Regions from separate parts of the Zea mays genome. Here region 2 is linked to region 1. A link is a contact called in public Hi-C data. All regions are on one chromosome and are shown on one strand. The core of a region is the stretch at or near the end of the contact, and the rest is flanking DNA. Distances in the headings are between cores, read along the strand shown. Region 1 holds the start of LOC100384216. Region 2 holds the start of LOC100277616.

Evidence for each region. A called contact is a pair of places that touch in the nucleus more often than the background predicts.
Region 2: a Hi-C map of tassel shows a contact between it and region 1, with 2.2 times the contacts expected there. The contact joins the promoter of LOC100277616 here to the promoter of LOC100384216 in region 1. A contact is called at or near these places in 4 of 25 Hi-C or Micro-C datasets (bundle sheath, ear, endosperm and 1 more).

The regions. Positions count from the first base shown.
Region 1 is chr1:16,033,536-16,036,493 of Zm-B73-REFERENCE-NAM-5.0, reverse strand. LOC100384216 reads right to left here and starts at 1,522. Exons shown (of 1, transcript XM_020545207.3): 1 at 1-1,522. The coding sequence starts at 1,110. The coding sequence ends at 115.
Region 2 is chr1:16,178,990-16,181,947 of Zm-B73-REFERENCE-NAM-5.0, reverse strand. LOC100277616 reads left to right here and starts at 1,443. Exons shown (of 1, transcript NM_001374018.1): 1 at 1,443-2,832. The coding sequence starts at 1,668. The coding sequence ends at 2,618.

The DNA of each region.
Region 1 (2,958 bases), core at 273-2,772:
TTATCATTAACTTCATCCCCATGGATCGATCGATCGCGTCGATCTTCGACTTCGAGGACGGCGGAGACGCGCGGGCGATACCGTAGAGTCGCTTGAGGACGGCCAAGGAAGGATCTAGCCCAAGGAGCCCTCCTTGGCGGAGAGCCGCTTGAGGAACTCGTAGGTGGTCACCATGGTGGCCGCGGACAGCGACATGGACCCCCACCTGGGCCCCAGCCCACGGTAGCACGCCGCCCAGCCGCCCTCCTTGAGCAGCCCGCGCACGGTGCTGGCCAGCGTGGGCCGCGCCGCCGCGTCGGCCTCCATCACCTGCAGCCGCGTCTTCACGGTGTCCAGCGGCATCGTCACCAGCGCCGCGGTGCCCCCGGCCAGGGCCGCGCTCGCGCCCTGCACGGCCATCAGGCAGGCGCAGCTCTCGGAGCGCTCGGTCCCCACGGCGCGCCACAGGCACCGCTGCGCCACGGCGTAGGTGGACCACCACACCGCGTTCGACGGCGCGTAGGTGAGGATGGACAGGCCAAACCCGCGGTACAGGCCGCGGACGCCGTCCGCGAGGAGGATCTTCCGGAAGGCGTCCGCGCCGCCGCGGTAGCGGCAGGCGTCCGGGGTCTGGACCATGAGCCGCTGGCTGATGACGTCCACGGGGGTCCACACCACCTGCGCCGCGACGGCCGCGGACACGCCGGCCGCGGCGGAGGCGGCGGCCGACGCCGCGGGCTCCGAGACGCCCAGCCGGACGGCGGCCGACCCGACGGAGCTCTTGGTGGCCTCCAGCGCCGCCATGTAGAGCGCGCGCGCGGGCACCGTGCCGGCCAGCGACGCGCCGAACCCGCGGTAGAACCCCCGGAGGCCGTCCCGCCGGAGGATGGCGGCAGCCGTCGCCGTGGCCGCCTGCGGCGGCGGCGCCACCTGCAGGTGCGTCTTGACCACCACGGCCGGGTACAGCGCCGCAGACACGCCCGAGAAGAGCGCAGCGCCGAGGACGAAGAACCGCGACTTGTCCAGCATCTCCCAGTTCACCTCGGCCGGCAGCCGCCGGATCTCCTCCACCGCTGCGGCCGCCGCCGCGGCGCCGCTCTCCTCCTCCATGTCCACGGCACCGAAGCTCATCGTCTCCTCCAGTATTGCTTCCTTCCGATTAAGCTCCTATACTTACTAGCAGACACCAGCAAAACCCGATCGAACCTCACGAGGCAGCAACTCAAGCAAGCACCAGATGCACCACCATCTCGGCCCTGCAGAACCTACTCCGTCCACCGACAGAAGCTCGTCCTCCTTCCGACTCCCTGCGAGCAGAAATCCCAACCGAGGGCACAAAAGCGCAGCGCTCCGGGTCCTCGAAACGGGAAAAGGGTGACGAGTGTGAAGCAAGGCGGAGTGTGCGATTCTTCTGGATCTCGAGGGGGTAAGTGAAATATTTATACGGGAGGTTGGTGGCGTGGCCACACACCCGCACTGTACTGCCTTAGGGCTTGTTCGGTTATTTTCAATCCATATGGATTGGAGGGGATTGATACGGATTGGGAGAGATTTTGATTTACTAGGGATTGAAACCCCCTCAATCCCCCTCAATCCATATGGATTAGGGTAGAACCGAACAAGCCCTTATCGGGAGCGAGATGCCCGGGCGTGGACCGGCACGTGGCGGCTGAGGTGCTTGTCGGGACATTGGGCTTATCGGTTCCTGTTGCGCGGGGGGCCGGATCGACCGGACACCGCCGGTGGGAACGGTGGGCGTCGCCCATTGGCTGGATCTAGCGGGATGGAGGACGCTTTTTTAATGCGCGGGTTGGAGTGTTGCGCACACAGAGACACACGGACCTCGCCCACAATAAAACGAAATCAATGCTGAGGAAATGGGTCGCCGACACGCCGGCCCAAACATTTCCGTGTGCTATCATCATCCGCGCCTAGTCCGATTTTTTTACTCACTCCGCTCCAAAATATAAATCAATCCAAAAAATTTTGAGAGTTAAAGTTTTTAAAAGTTAACCAAATTTATATAATGAAATAATAACATTTATGATATTAAATGTTTATTATTATATTCTCCATTAAGACCCTGTTTGGCACAGCTACAGCTTGTTGAAAAAGCAGCTTATCTGATAAGCTGGTGAAAAGCAACTTCTGTTTGTTGGCTGCTTTTAGTGTATTCTGTGAAGCAGCTAAACTGATAAGCTATTGCAGAAGCTACCTGTTTGGCAGAACTTCTGCTTAAATTTATGAAAAAGCTAAAAATAAGTTGTGTCAAACAGGACCTATATATGTTTTCATACTATATTTATTTTGTGTTATAAATCTTTAAAATTCTTGCTGTACTTTCATTTAAACTTTAAAAACTTTAACTTTCCAAAAATCTTAAAATAACTTATATTTTGGTATGGAGGTAGTACTTATTAGAGCAGCTAGATTACGTGCATAGTTACAAGCGCACAAATTCTTGAGTCCACAAGCTTACTAATGTTGATCCATGAAAAACGACTTAGGGTGCGTTTGGTTACGGGACATCAAGGACAGGGACGTCCCCTGGCGTCCTCTCTCGTCCCTCTAATTTTGAGAGATAACTAAGACAACTGGGAACAACACTGAAATAGTCATGTCTCAATTCTTGAGCTAAACCAAACAACTTTATTCGAGGGATCGTTTCATCCCGTCCCATCCTATCATTGCAACCAAACGCACTCTTAAATACTGGTTGTGGTTGGGTCAGCACTCAGCAGCTTTTGTTCCGATCTGGGTGCGTGCGGTGCAGGTGCAGGCGTGAGAGGGACGCGATGCGGTTTGTTGGGCGCCCGTAGAGTTGGAGGATCCATGGGCTACACCGCAGATCTGGTGGGCGGGACGGCGCGGGCCCAACATGGCCGGCCGTTGGATTCTCGAGGGGCCACGCGCGCCGAGGCCGGCCGGCGGCCGTCCAGCCCTTGGGCAGTTTAGTTGCCAAATGGGCTCCACGGGGCG
Region 2 (2,958 bases), core at 194-2,693, 150 kb before region 1:
GGATTTGTTTAAGAGGATGGGAGGACCTCAATCCTCATGCTCATCCACTCGTGGATCGCTGATGCTGTGCTGCTGCCGCGTTCGTTGTGTTTTTTCTATATGCATAGGAGTACTCGTCCCGCCGTCTGCCGCCGCCCTGCTCGTCGGCAACGCGACAGTAGCGCATGGTTCGTCGCGCTCGCGCGGCCGGTGTTGGTCGACGTAAACAGTAAAACTACAGCTTCGATGCATGGTGTAGTCACGTGATCCTTGCTCGATCAGCAGGCCGGCATGCATGTTCAATTCACACCCACACGACGATGCTTGTATGAGAGGAAGAAGAAAGGGGTGTGGGGGCCCCGGCCGGTTCGGTGCTGAATTAATCGTCAGCATTTTACAGCTAGCGGAAGAAGAAGTCAGAAGTGGGATTTGGTCATGTGATTCATTCGTTCACATAGCTAGAGAGAGATAACAACAGGAGAAACCGAGCAACGTTTCGTCCCGATACAATGTTTCGTTCCCATTTCGCGCGGCCTGCTTATCGTGTATTGCGCCCTGCTACACTACAGCTAATAACTCCCAAGGTCCGGCTTGACTTTCTGTACCTGTACGTTGTTATATACGTGCATATAAACCGGTCGGCAGTACAGGGCCGGGCCGGCTGGGCAAGAGGGAAAACGGAAGCCTCGTTCGGTACTCTCGCGTTATAATCCGGCGCCGGACCATGCATGATGCAACACCTCTGTTCACGTACGGTTCAGCATACTGTAGACTGTTGAAAGGTCTCGTCTAGTCTAGTGTCTACGGTCTGCATGTCCAGCCGGCGCGGCCACATGTATGACACGCACGTACGCGCGCACCTCACCGGAGTTAAACCTCCGACGTAGTAAAAAAAAACCAGAGTAGCATCACAGCAGCAGTAAGGCTAACAAGATCACTCAGCAATGCGGCACCTAACATGCCAAATTTGATGACCCCTCATACATTTTACTCCTCATGTAACATGTTAGATGTTGTTAATTACTCAACTTAATACATGCCAGTTATGAAAAAAAAAACAAAACCTGGGACGTGACTGGTGTCGACACGGGAGGAACGATCGAATTTATCACACGGTGGTACGCAGCACAGCAGCAGTAACCTCCGGATGAAATGCTAGCGCGTGAGCCGGCTGCTCCCTGCACTGCAAGAGCAGCGAGGAGACAGGGGTACCAGCGCAGAGCGCACGGTCTATCCCGCGGGGGGTAACGCCACCGGGGGCCGGTGACCGTGAATGTCTGCGTGGGCTCACCCGCAGAGAGATCGCCATCACCCAATCCAGACCCCACGTCCCCACCCGCACGCCCAACGGGCGCCACACCCCGTTTCGTTTCCACCTCCCTGTCGCCACGTCGGCGCCTCCCTCCGCCCCGCCCCCGCCCCGCCGCTATATCTTCACGCCGGTCGCTCCACTCTTCCTCCCCAGCTTTCCACCACCCTTTCGCCACACCGCGCTCGACACTACACAGCGCGCACGCTCGGCTTCGCTAGCCGCCACCACCACCAAGCGACCTCTTCTCCAGCTCTCCTGTTCCATGCACCACCGCTCGCTCCTTGTCTCCTAGCTAGACAGGGGCTTGCATTGAGGCTGTCCTTGTGTTGCATCAGGACGCCAGGCTTCTTTCTGCGGTGTCGGTTCGTCTGCTGTGATGGAGAGGTGGGGGGACAAGGACAGGGGGGCGGCGGTTCCGGCGCCGGGGAGGTTGAGGCGGTACGCCGACCAGCCGTCCTTCTCGTCCTCGCTCCTCGACGCCATATACAAGTCCATGGACGAGCCCGGCGACGGGGCAACATCCGCCGCCGCCGCGGGAGCGACCAAGATGCAGAGCCACCAGGACCTGCACTACAGCTACTACTACAAGACGTCGCTGGCGGGGAGCTACCGCGGCAGCAGGGCTGCGGCGGCGGCGCACGCCGCCACCACCACGTCGAGCTCCTCCGAATGCTCGAGCTACGGTGGGTTCTCGTCGTCGGAGGCGGAGTCGTCGCAGCACCGGCGGCTGCGGCCCATACGCACGAGCGTGGGCGCGGCCGCGTCGCCCGCGCCCGCGCCGGAGAAGAAGAAGAAGGCCGGCGCCAACATCCGCGCCAAGCTGAGGGACCTCCGCAAGCCGGCGTCCCCCGGCGCGCGGCTGGCGGGGTTCCTGAACACCATCTTCAGCGGCAGGCGCGCGCCGGCGACGCCGCCGTCGCGGGGCGCGGAGTCCTCCGCGTGCTCCACGGCGTCCTCGTACTCGCGCTCCTGCCTCAGCAAGACGCCGTCCACGCGGGGCCAGCCGAAGCGGACCGTGCGGTTCCTGGACAGCGACGACGGCGAGGCGGCGGCGGCGGCGCCCGGCGGCGAGCGGCGGAGGGTGCAGGTCGGGGTGGCGGAGCTGGAGCGGATGCTGCTCCACCGGATGGAGATGGACAGCGACGAGGACGACGAGGACGAGGAGGGCAGCGACGCCAGCTCCGACCTGTTCGACCTCGAGAACTTCGCGGCCGGTGCCCCCGACGCCGCGGCGGCGTACAGGGACGAGCTGCCGGTGTACGAGACGACGAGGGTGGTGCTGGGACACCGCGCCATTGGCCACGGGAGGAGTGCCAGGGTGGTGTGATCTTGCTGCCTGCCGGGATTCATCCCGGTTCCGGAGCGCCAGGGTAACTGTAAAATGGTGGAGTAACTGTAAGATACAAGTGTTGGGGGCAACAAGTGTTTGCTACTCGTACTCGCATCGTGAGATCTCTGGGAGGATATTTCTTGGATCCTTTTCGTGTCCTTGTGTGTGTGTGTGGTTAGTTCTAATTTGAATGGAGTAACTCGCTATGCTCTTTTGCCCTCTTTCTTTCTTTCTTTCTTTTATTTCTCTCGTCTCTGTTTTCCTTCACTCATTCACGGACGCCAGATGATGATGTTTACAGTCATTTCTTTTCTTCAGTAAATCCGGTATCAAATTT